Linked DNA regions of Mus musculus: region 1 is linked to region 2. A link is a contact called in public HiChIP or PLAC-seq data. All regions are on one chromosome and are shown on one strand. The core of a region is the stretch at or near the end of the contact, and the rest is flanking DNA. Distances in the headings are between cores, read along the strand shown. Region 1 holds the start of Rrp1b (ribosomal RNA processing 1 homolog B (S. cerevisiae)). Region 2 holds the start of Tff1 (trefoil factor 1).

Region 1 (6,587 bases), core at 3,849-6,348, 870 kb before region 2:
CTCCTCCTCTGCCCTTTATTTTGTGAGGGTCTTTCTGTGTAGCCCAGGCTGGCCTGGAACTTACAATCCTACCCCAAGCTCTGGAATCACTGGTGTGACTACCATACCTGTCCAGGAATTTTTTTTTTTTTGAAAGGATTTCACCATGTATCTCTGTCTGGCCTGGTACTCACTATGTAGACCAGGCTGACCTTCAATTCAGAGATATATACACCTGCCTCTGCTTCCTGAGTGCTGGGGTTGAAGGCGAGTGTCTGGTTGGGGATGAATTTTACATCTTCATATATCCTAGTTTCTAACAGCCAACAGTTTAGGTTTAGCTATCCTAAAAAGAATGTCAGAGATATAAAAGGTATGAAGACACAGGAAATACCACTGCGTTTTGAAATGACAACATCCAACAGCAACCCTCTCCATGAAATGAACACAGGAGCCATTCTGTATGGGGACAGTGCATATTCCGGACCACCCAATAGTCAATACACACACACACCTCCCTCTTTTCTAACTAGCTGTCTGGTGGAGAACACTATGCCATCAGCAGGAAAGGCACTTACTCCCACAACATCTACAATGATTCAGCCACTACTAACCATAAATCCAGTCATCTTATACGACATCCAAAAGGAAGCTGGGGCTGGGGAAATGGTTCGGCAGTAAAGATGCCGACCACACAAACCTGGTGGCCAGAGTTCCAGCTTTTGAACCCATGTGAAAACTAAAGGAGAGAACTGACTGACGTTTCCAAACGTGTGCTGCAGTATCATGTGTGTGAGCACACACACACTAGCACTAATAAAAAAGAGGAAGCAATGACACAAAGGAAATTGCCACAGGGTTGATGCGCCATAGGCCGGACAGTGGTGGCACACGCCTTTAATCCCAGTACTTGGGAGGCAGAGGCAGAGGCAGGCGGATTTCTGAGTTTGAAGCCAGCATGGTCTACAAGAGTGAGTTCCAGGACAGCCAGGGCTACAAACCCTGTCTCGAAAAACCAAAAAACAAAACAAAGCAAAACAAGATGCGCCATAGCTCTATGATAAGTGTTAAATGTTTGAGGCTGTCTGAGAACTGCTCAGACAGGCAGGGACTGCCTGCTTGGTTCACTGCTGTACTCAGTATACCAAGGACAGCATTCAAGAGGACATGGTGCTTTGTGCTTGCTGCATTTATGAATGACTACACCAGGGCTCACGAGCCACCAGGAATACAGTGACCATCTCAAGACAGTAAGACGACAGACTAAAATGTCAAATTTCCCAACAAGATGTAAGGTTGCAAAACAAACTGAAGGAGATGCAAACGTGAGGCAACTTGTGCTTCTATTATGATGGGACCTAGCAGTGCCACACACTTTAGTTTTCTTGTCCCATGGTTATTATTTTTAAATGTTTTCTTTTCTTTTACATTCTATGTCCATTGGTGTTTTGCCTGCATGTGTGTCTGTGTGAGGGTGCTGGGTCTCTTGAAACGGACAGCTGTGAGCTGCCATGTGGTTGCTGATAATTGTACCCAGATCCTCTGGAAGAGCAGCCAGTGTTCCTAACTGCTGAGCCATCTCTCCAGATCAGTTGTCCCATGATCATTAAGACATTTACTCTGCAGTTTTTATTTATTTGCATGGCACATATGTATAGTTTGGAAGTCAGTATTTCCTTCACTAGCTCTCCAGCTAATTTTCTGGGACAGATTATTTTATCAATATGGCCACACCAGGATTACACCTGGCTTTTATAGGTAAACACCTGAACTCAGGTCCTCACGGTCCCATGACAAGCATATTACTGATGGAGCCATTTTCCTAGTCTCTGCAGTTATTTTTTGTTTATTTTATGCATATTTTACTTGCATGCATGTACACCATGTGTGTCTGTGGTAACTGTAGACTGCAGAGGTTAGAAGAGGGTGTCAGGCTCTTTTTCCTCTCTCTTTCTTCTCTCCCCCCTCTTTCTCTCTTTTTCTTCTTCTCTGTCCTTCTACCTGCTTCGCCACCCCTCTATCTCTGCACAATAAACCCCTCCCATTAAAAAAAAAAAAAAAAGGAAAGAAAAAGAAAAAGAAAAGGGTGTCAGATACCTAGGAACTGGAGATGGTTGTGAGCCACCAAACAGGTTCAAGAACAAATGTTCTAACCTGCTGAGCCATCTTTTCAGTCCCTGTACAGTTATTTTATTTTTTGAAGGCCTACGATATTCCACAAAGTGTCCATGATGATGAATGGGGGAACAAGATAAATCATCAGCAAGGACCCTGGGGTACTGGCATGAGCCAATGGCTTCAGGTCCTTGTGTCCTGGGCCTGTTCCAGGGGGTCAGAGAAGCATGATCTCTGGCTGCCTCCGGTCCAGGTGTACTGTACCTGTTTGCTTTTGTCTCCTGAAGGCTCTCCTAAGGCTCCACGCTTTTACCCATGGCTAAGGAGACAAACGGAAGCCTTACAGAGAAAGGGTTCAAACCAGAGTTCAGAAACAGTTATCTGTACATAGCTGGGGACAAGGTCATTCATTCTTAGTATAGGTAGTAGAGACCAGCCCTGGCTCCAGGAAATCCTGTCTCCAAACAAATAGCCCTTCCTCCCCCCATGTATCTAAGCACTATAAAAGGGCCACATAGTTTATAATTCAAGAGGTACCAGGGAGATAGTAAAGGAGGATTTCTCTCAGAAGTGATTCTTTGTAGAACAAGCCTGAATGCAAGGGGGAGGAGGTGAGAAAAGTGTGCCTGCTGTGCTGGGCCTAAGAGTTTAACTGACTACTGAGGAATTAGAAGAGCAGGTGAGGACACCACAGCGTCTGACAGGACTGTGGCCTTCAGGGGAAGCAGCAGTAAGATGAGATTTGCTTTAGGAAAATGACCTGGGCCATTTGTGGAGGGCAGTTTAAAGAGGCACAATGGAAGCCCTGGATGAAAGCCTTTAACCCCAGCACTCAGGAGATAGAGGAAGGCGAATCTCTGAGAGTTTGAGACCAGCTTGAGAACAGCCAGGGCTATAACACAAGAGAAATCCTGTATCAAAAACCAAAACCAACCAACCAAACAAACCAGGCAGTGATGGCTCACAACTTTAATCCTAGCACTTCGCAGGCTATCTCTCTGAGTTCGAGGTCAGCCTGGTCTACAGAGTGAGTTCTTGGACAGCCAGGGCTACACAGTAAGACCCTGTCTGCGGGGTGGGGGTAGGGACCGAAACAAACAAAAGGCACAAGGGAGTTAAGGGAATGGATGGGCCAGACAAATAGGTAAAATAAAGGAACTTCCAGTTAAGACAGAGTAATTCAAGTTATTGAGAAGGCAGGACAGAGGGACAATGTGTGCATGTGATGAAGAGTCAGGGCAATGTGGTGAGAAATGGAAGAAGCAGCAGGAGAGAACAGGTGTTTGGAGGGGAGAGTGGAGTAAACTGAATTTCTGGGGCAATCCTTAACAGAAATGTTATGGGGGAGAGGGGGTCCGGGTGGGAAGCTAGCTGCCAAGGTGGCTCAGTGGGCAACAAATAGCTTGCTTGGTAAGCCTCACTACCTGAGTTTCACCTCTGGATTCCACGGTGGAAACAGGTAACTTTTGGAACTCAACTTCCTCATGAGTGTGCCTATAAGCACACACATACATACATACACACACACACACACACACACACACACACACACACACACACAAATGGTTAAGAAAAAAACCTAGTCTTTACACCTTTATCAGATTTCTCTTCCTTTCTGGGAGACAAGGTCTTGCTTGCTCTGTGGCCCTGGCTGTCCTCTGCCTTCCAATGCTGGAATGAATGGTATGTGCTCTCACCTGTGGCAGATTTCAATCAAAAACCATTTAAAAAAATTTAATTGAGGTCTATGAGATTTGCTTGCTTCTATGTATGCACACCACGTGCATGCCCGATGTTAGCAGAGGTGAGAGGAGGTGACTCCTTTCCAGGAAAGGGTTGAGCTGCCACGTGGGTTCTGAGACTTGAACCGCTGAGCAATCTCTCCGCGCCCCCCCCCCCCCCGCCTTCAAATTTAAGTAGATTTAGCAACATGTAACTCAAACTTCAGCCAACTGGCTGCAACCTGAAACCCCCACAGTAGGCTGCAGTCTAGACTTTACGCATTCACTCAAGGAGTTACAGAACCTATTCTGGATCACTTAAATAAATCCCTGCAATGCATTCCACGGCAGCTAAAACACAAACGAAAAAGCCAGTGATGTGGCCACACTGCCCCCAGGTTCAATTTTATTTCAACATGCCTTGCGCGCCAACTTAGATTTCTCTGGCTTGGGGCACACTTAGCTCTTTCTTGCGTCTGCCTGGCCAGCTTCCTCTTGTCAAAATCTCAGCAGAGCACAGGAGGCTCCTTTAGAGGGACTTTCTCCTGCACTTTTCCACACTACCGGTATACATTCCCGCATTCACCCATACTCCACTCCATCGCCACGAGGTCCTGCCACCACATTGCCAGAGTTCCTCTCAGGGCAACTAACGCACTCCAGCGTCTACAGACACTATCCAAGGGAGGCAAAGAGAAACACAAACGAGCCTCGGTGAACTGGGCCAGTGGTGAGCTTGGACTCAGGGCCAGGAGCTCCGCCACACAGCCCGTAGCACCCGCACCCGCGCCCAATGGCGCTACCCTCGCCGCACGAAGCGGCGCGGACCCAGGCCCGCACCTGTGTCGCTCTGCGTCCTGGCGCTGAGATACTGCCGCAGCTTCCTCACGGCGCGGTCGCGGACGCCCTTCTCACTGGAGGCCAGCCGCTGGGCGAACTGGAACTCGGAAGACTGCATGGCGAGAGCCATCGCACTCGCTTCAGCATCCCCAGGCTGCGCGCGTGCCGCTCGCCGCCAAGCGATCCGGACTGCGTCTGCGTATGGGCTGCGGCGCGCGGGTGATGGCGTCACCGGTGCGCCGCTCGCCGCGCGCCCAGGGAGCCCGCGTGGCCCCTGTGCGGGTAGACGCCGTAGCAACGCTGCTTGAAGTGCGTCCTGAGAGTGGCCCAGGTTCAGGGCGATTGACAGGGCGGTTAGTTGGAGGTCAGGTCTCCTCCAGCAGAACGCCTACGGCTGGTTTGATGCAGTTTTAGAGTCTAAGCACAGCTAACAAAGGTCTATCGGGGAAGCGGCGATCCTGCTACTACCTCCATTCACTCGGCGGGCTTCCCTGGACAGACTTGAGACCCAGGAGGAAGGCCGTCATCCAGGCAGCCCAAGGCTGACGACAGCACAGGGGCAGCCCCCACAACCAACCCCCCGCCCCGTTTCCGCCAAGATAGTGCCTTGAGTTTTGATGTAGCATTATAGAGGGGGTGGCCAACCTCCCAATGTCCTGGGACAAGTGCAAAGGTGGAGAGGAGACCCTTGCAGCTTTTTAGGGCAGGTGTGAGATTTGTAGAGGAGCGAGAACAACCCATCCCTGCAGCATCAGGGGCACTTACAGAGGTGTGGTGTAGTGAGCAATCCTTTTTTGCAGGGTCCTAGGATAGATCTAGGGGTGTGTAGTGGCAAGACAGCAAGCCTTCCGCCGCATCTTGAGACAGGTGCAGGCTTGTTGAATGGGGAATCAGCAAATCCACACACACGACGTCTGGGTGAGATGCAGGGATGTCTATTGTAGAGGGAAATTTTGAGGATCTAACTTGACTCTGTAAGTCCTGCATTCAAAACACACAGTTCTAAGCAGTGGGTAGTGAGATTTTCAAACACCAGGACCAAAAATGCAAGCTGGGGAGCAAATGTTTTTTTGTTGTTGTTGTCGTTGTTTGTTTGTTTTGACTCACATTCCATATTACTGTTCGCCATGGAAGGAAGCCAGGACCAGACCTCACCCAGGACAGGACCCTGGAGGCAGGAGCTGATGCAGAGGCCATGGAGGGTGCTCCTTACCGCCGTGCTCTTTGCAGTTTGCTCAGCCTGTTTTGTTTTTGTTTGTTTGTTTTTTTTTTCGAGACAGGGTTTCTCTGTATAACCCTGGCTGTCCTGGAACTCACTTTGTAGGCCAGGCTGACCTCGAACTCAGAAATCCGAACCCAGGACCACCAGTCCAGGGATGGCCCCGCCCATAATAGGTGGGGTCCTCCCCATCAGTCACTAAGACAATGCCTTACAGGCCTGCTACAATCTGATTTTATAGAGACATTTTCTTTACTGAGGTTCCCTCCTCCCATGACTTTAGCTCGTGTCAAGTTGACATAAACCAGCACAAGCGGGAACATACTAAACCAACATAAAAGAAGGCTTTTAACAATTGTGCAAACTTTAGGGACATCTAAAACTCTACGTTATCAAACATGAGAATTATTAGATTAGTATATTCTTCCAAGCTTTGGTGATTTAATTTTGATTTTTTTTTTTTTACCCCCATGTAGCCCAGCCTAGATTTTCCCATGCTATGTAGCAAGTTTGTCTTGAACTCCAGCTTCCGCCACCCAAGTGCTGGCACAGAAGCACTTGGGGCCAAGGGACGATGAGGTTTTCCCTGCGCGGTTTCTCACAGTGTATAGGTTTGGTTGTAGCATCTTCTCTCTAAACAGGGAAGGACGGATTCTGCTTGACTCTCAGGCCTCACTTTGCAGGTAACAAGTCTGAAACGCAACTGAAGTAGG
Region 2 (6,043 bases), core at 1,565-4,064:
GCATCTACGTCTACATCTGCGTCTGCTTCTGAGTCCTTTCATGGAGCACGATGACAAGATCATTTCATGGTGTGGTTGTCTGGAGACCTTCTTAGAGAAAGGCTACTCCACTTCTGGAAGGGGTAGCAAGGTTTCTAGGGTTCAAATCTCAGCTTGCACTCTGACACCCCCACCTGTGGCTCCAAGTCTCCCCTCCTCCTCACTTCAGCGTGCAATGCCCCTTCACATACTGGCTTCTTTTTGGACACATACCTCATAGTGGGTAGCTGGGTCACGAGGCAGTTGTACTTCTAGGGTCTTGAGTTTCCTTGATGTTTTTATAGTGGCAACAGTGGTCTACATCTCTACCTGACTACTTGCTGCTTTTCAAGTAGGAAAACTCAACCCCAAAGCTGGTGAGCCACTGCACAGGTTCCCCGACCATGGTTGGTCTGTCATTTCAGCCCTGCATTCTCCCCTGGGGCCACCGACATGTTAAAAGCCTGGTTTGTATTTAGTAGGTCCACTATTGTCTTCCATAGTGACTCTACACTGGAGAAATGGAGCCCTCACTTGCTGTCCCTGAAAGAGCAGCTTCAGCCACTCCACTGCCTACCCCAAGGGCAAAGCCAGAGGCTCAGGGATCCATCTCCTCAGCTTTTCTCAAAAGAAGTCAGACTTGAAAAAAGGAGCCAGGTATCTATGCAGAAGGTGGTTCACTGGGCACCCCTCCAGATCCACCCCAGCGAACGGCACTGGCTCTTGTGGGCCTCTGAAGACTTGATTTGTTATTTTCTTCAGCAAATCACAGCCCGGCAGGACTAAGGAGGGTTTCTGTATCCCTCCAATGTCTCCATTTCCTCCTTCCTCTGTGAGCAGTGTGCTGAGGCTGGGCCCTTTCCTTCCCATCTGTGTTTGCATGCATTTGGTCTGGGAGCTGTTCTGGCGTGGCCAGTATTTGACATGTTAGAGCATCCAGTCTTAGGTGAACTCTTCATTTGACCATGTTCCAAATATGTCTCCTTGTGGTCCGTTCCTTTCCCATCTATTTTAGGGACTCGCTCAATACTTTCTGCATGCAGAGAGGCCCCTACTATACACAAAAGTGACATTCCATATACTTCAAGCCTTTCCCCTTTCTTTTGTTAATGTGCCCTTAGGAGCCTCCTCGCCTCTTCCTCATCTTCCCCTCTCCCTATCACAAGCAGCTAGCGGAACTCTTCTTGTTTCTCCATGTGTGTGGATGTTTATCTGAGGTCGACACAAATCGTGAGCCAGTTGAACTGGTGGGCTGTGCTCCTTATGGCTTAGCCTCCACAAGCCTCTTCTCCTATTTCTCCCACTGTTACATTGTTTCCACTCTGCTTTCCATGTTAGCACTGTGAACCAAGGACGCTTCACATCCCTGTGTGTGACGAACTCAGCCTTCTCTGTGAAAGGCCCCCAGTTCTGCCTGTCAGGCCCTCTCCTATGATCCTGCTTAAGCAGGAGCTGAGGGGAAGAGAGGGTGATGCTTCTACTCTGATCCACGTCCTGGAGGGCCTCTGGGGTTTACTTAGGTTCTCTTCCAGGCTCGCATGCAGGACCCTTAATCTATCACTAAGGAAAAGCACTTCTGCTGTAGCTCATTAATCATTCATTCATTCATTCCATCCATCCATTCATTCATTCATTCAGGTGTTCACAACTACTGCTGACACCCATTGAAGCTGTGTGGTCTTGGAGCTGGGCCACTCCCAAAATGAAACAAAGTCTCTGCTCTCAAGAAACTTGCAGTCTAGGTGAGGGTTACAAACAATGAGCAGATACAACAGAGTGGCTGCTTGGGCTATATCATGAGATCAATAATGAAGGCAGAGGTGGAGAGTGAGTCAGAGGCTAGGTGCAGGGCATCCTCTCAGAGACTATGACCCAGGAGGCAGAATGCCTTTGGGGGGCATGGAGGCAGAGGACAGGGAACAGCAGGTGCCAGGCAGGGTGAGCCCATTGTGTCTGTTTTCCGCTCAGCTCTACCTGATTGGCTTTCCTTCCCTTTTTCTTTTACTTTTCTAAAAGGACCCCACTGCAAATAGGGAATAGTCTATGGCCACAGCACCCAGAATGTCCCTGGTCTCATCTCAAATAGAAAAATAAAGAAGGAATCGCTTAGGTGAGCTGGTCAAGATGCACGTACAGACATCAGTGAGGACTCTGAGCTCTTGCAGGTTTTCAGGGCCCAAGCTGTCAGTGGGGCAGACTCCCGTTGAGTATATTTCCTCAGTAAGGGACCAAAGAGCAACTTGGTCATATAGGCATGTGTAAGGATGAAGCAAATGATGCAAAGATGCACCCTACAGGTTCATTCCAGCAGAGGAGAGGAGCAGGCCATCAGGGAACCCATTATGTGTCCCTGTCATCTTGTCCAGCCACACACTTCCCACCACCGGGTAACCCAGATCCTCCAAGTCGATGACATTATACACTTTGGAAGCATAGGGCCTGCAAATGGGGGCTCACCAGCTTCAGATCACTCGCTGAACACTGCTGATGCAACAGGCCCTGTCTGTGGTCTCTCGCTATGAATCAGCTCTGTCTGAGCAGGCAGTGTAAGCCCAGCTGGAGGGTTTTTCTAATACCACTCGGGACTGGATGAAGGTCATGTCAAGGGAGGTACTCAGGTTGCCTAGTGTATCTTACGAGAGGGACTAGCCTTCCCTATCAGTGCACTCTCAGCCTGTGACTGCATCTCAGAAACACCTTGTAATCTTACCCAGCATGGACCCTCCTTTGGCAAATGCTCGCTCACTCTAAGCAAATAGACCGGTGGTATAAAGTCAAGAACGTGGTGCAAGCTCATCCATCACTCGTGGTCTTCCCGTGAAGCTGCCATGGAGCACAAGGTGATCTGTGTCCTCGCTGTGGTCCTCATGCTGGCCTTCGGCAGCCTTGCCCAGGCCCAGGCCCAGGCCCAGGCCCAGGAAGGTAAGACAAGACCTCTTGTTTCCCACTGACCATGGCTGACAGACGCTGGGTCCCAGAGCCTATTGTGATCGGGTACTTAGTTCTAGCCTTTCCCTATGCAGCCAATGGTCTGGGCTCTTGAAGGCTGTTACCATTTACAAGAACACAAGAACTGGGATAGATGGAGCAGCGGGCAGGGCCCTAGGACCTATGAGGATGCAGGGAGAATGAAGCTTCTTCAGCTGGGCTCCCCTTTGTTGATGTGAACTGATCTTATACTGATCTTAGAGCCTCATCTCCAAACGTGACTTTCAGCCCACCGCTCCCGGGCAGGCAGCCCTGCCCAAGTACTTGTGCTGGGACTGGGCCTTCAAGAGATCCTTCCAGATCCTGGGCCCTTGGACCCTTAGGATGCACCCAGGTCTGGGAGCCAAACCCCTCCTGGACCCCTGTGTTATCTCCCTAGCCTTCATCCCTCCTTGGAGTGGAAGGCCATGTGACCTAGGACCTTTGCCGGTAGGATGGGGACAGCTTCTGCCCTCGTGGGTATCAGTGGCTTGTGGCAGCGGCTGTGTGTAAGCTGAGCTTTGCCCGGCTGTGAAGAGCTTCGTTCTCAGACACAGTGCTAAGGAAGAGGGAACAGGGAAGTTTCCAGGCTGAGGAGCATTAGAGAAGAGTGAAGAATGCTCTGCTTACCCTTTTCCAGCATCACTGATGTCCCTTGAGTGGGAGGAGGTAGTTGGGAGAGTGGGGAGGAGAAAGGGACCTTATAACTGCCTAGGCCCCTCTGCACCAGTCTGTGACAGAGGACAAGGAGCCAGCCAGGGGACTCTGAGGGAGAAGTAAATGGCTTTGGAGTAGAAGGTGAAGGGAGGGGGGTGCATTCAACAGCTGCTCCGTGCTCTCTCCAGGCCCCCACCCATACCCCAGTACCAGCCACCATGCTTTCCTCTGCCCCATTTCCTGGACCAGGGCTCAACACCTGTTTCTGGGTCACATGGTGACCTTGTTTCCATAGAGGTCTATCTGTAGATACGTAGACATATCCTATAGGATATGGTGGCTGCCTGCACCTCTCCTGAAGGGAGCTTGCTTTCAGTAACTTCCTCAGATGACCACACAGGTGCAGGCAGGACAGCCATCTTTAAGTCCTGCTGGGAAAGGGAGCTGGAAGCCACAGGGGAACAGCAACATCCCTTCTTCTTCTGGCTACTGATTCTCCACGGCCTAAAGGGCTCCTTGTGACCCCTTATTGTCCTGTGCTGTGGCCAGTGCTCATCTTAGCTTTATATTAGAGGCCAGCACCCCCGCCCCACAGGTCACCAGCAAGTAGATGACAGGTCCCGATCTTATCTTGAAAGATAAGAGTCCGTTCTTCAAGAATGTTTCAGGAGATCCTCACGCTAGGAAAGAGTCCTAGAGGCAACCCCTGATGAATGCCCCCAGGCTTCTGGACCCTGATACGTTCTTGGGACACCTACTGTAAATGCTCAGCCTTCTCTACAGGGACCTTTCCCCTCCCTTTCAGTCTTGACGTCCTCAGCCCATCTCGAGGGCTCCCGCCAGCCCCAAGCATAAGCCCCACACATTGGGATGGTTGTACTGTGTGGCTCACGTCCTTCATGGGTCTGTTAGCCTCTGAATTCAGGTGCAGGGGTGGAGTCAAGCCTGAAGGTCTGGCAAGGTGTTGCCTTTTCGTTGGCTGGCTGTCATATTGGAAACAAAGATACATCCTCAGATGTATCCTGCTCACCAGCTTCCCGGAAGAAAAGGAAGGGGGATGTAAGACCTCTGTTTTCGCCTCCCTATTCTGTCACTGGGCACAGTGTCCTTGGCTTTTGCCAAGTCAGTACCTCCACCTAGCCAGCACACATATTGCTCAGTAAGTACTTATTAGGTGAGCAGAGTTTACTGAGTGCAGAAGTACAACAATGAGCAAACAGTACATCACCTAACAAATGCAGCTGAGGAAGCGGTGGCCCTGGAACTGTCCCAGCGCCAGGCTTGCCGCATCTACAGATGAGGACTGTATCCCCTTGCATATTCAAACCTGGCTTCCCCACAGGCGGCGTCCTGTTTCCTCATAGAAGGAAGCAGTGTGACAGCCCATGACTCACCCTGCTTTTTGTCCTCACTTTAGAAACATGTATCATGGCCCCCCGGGAGAGGATAAATTGTGGCTTCCCCGGTGTCACCGCCCAGCAGTGCACGGAGAGAGGTTGCTGTTTTGATGACAGTGTCCGGGGATTCCCGTGGTGCTTCCACCCCATGGCCATCGAGAACACTCAAGAAGGTACAGTCATCTCTCAGCACAGTAGGGGATAAGGAGTTAGTAGGGAGAATGGCATGAGACTGTGGGGCCAGTCCGTATCTCTGGTTGGTCTTTCCCTGTCCCTGGATTCCTGTGACATAGCTGAATCCAGGTCTTGGGGGGTGAAGGGTCAAGGCTAAAAGTCTGGCAAAGAAAGGGCTCATTTTTGCTTGGCCATTCCTTGGGAATGCTCACTGGAGCAGTGAGGGGTTGGCAAAGGAAATGTCAAGGCAGCCTCTCTGTGTGCAGTGTGTACGTGGTTGTGGTTGTGTGCATGCTTGATGTGTGGAGGCCAGATGTCAACACCATGTCTCATCACTCAGGAGCCACTCTTTTTTTGAGTCACCCACCAGGATGAATAGATAGGCTGGCTGGCCAGCAAATTTCAAGAGGCCCTCCTGCCTTCATCTCCACAGTACAGCTTCTTGTGTGGAGCCGGGGACTGAACACAGGTCCTCTAAGCTTGCAAGGCGGGCACTTTGCCAACGGAGCCATTCCCTCAGTCCTGAGTTTGCACTTTGCAAACAATGTTCCCATTGCTGCTTTGAGTCAAAGCTTCCCACAACTGTTTGTGAAAGAGAAAGACAACACTTATTCTCATGAGTACCCTTGTTGTATGAAACACCAAAAGACCACCAAGGAGCCAATTCCAATGCTATCTCACTTGGGTCCTTATTCAAGCTCAAGCTTGGGCCACACCACCATCAGTGACACAGCAGGACAGGAGGGTGAAGCCCCGAGCCCAGTTGCAGGCAAGCATTTATAGAGGCAAGCAAACAAGCAGAGGGTGTCCAGCCTAGCACACATCTGATG

The links. HiChIP or PLAC-seq counts read pairs in DNA pulled down with a chosen protein or histone mark.
Region 1: a contact with region 2 is called in a FOXA1 HiChIP or PLAC-seq map of pancreatic cancer cells. The contact joins the promoter of Rrp1b here to the promoter of Tff1 in region 2. A contact is called at or near these places in 4 of 39 promoter capture datasets (embryonic stem cells, hippocampal neurons, neutrophils and 1 more) and 1 of 115 datasets of contacts at active chromatin or transcription factors (pancreatic cancer cells).

The regions. Positions count from the first base shown.
Region 1 is chr17:32,034,673-32,041,259 of GRCm38.p6, reverse strand. It overlaps Rrp1b (ribosomal RNA processing 1 homolog B (S. cerevisiae)), which reads right to left and starts at 5,098. Exons shown (of 16, transcript NM_028244.2): 1 at 4,656-5,098. The coding sequence starts at 4,785. It also overlaps a transcript of Hsf2bp not described here.
Region 2 is chr17:31,161,824-31,167,866 of GRCm38.p6, reverse strand. It overlaps Tff1 (trefoil factor 1), which reads left to right and starts at 2,814. Exons shown (of 3, transcript NM_009362.2): 1 at 2,814-2,940; 2 at 5,060-5,212. The coding sequence starts at 2,847. It overlaps Gm15318 (predicted gene 15318), which reads right to left. Exons shown (of 6, transcript NR_110503.1): 6 at 4,815-5,795.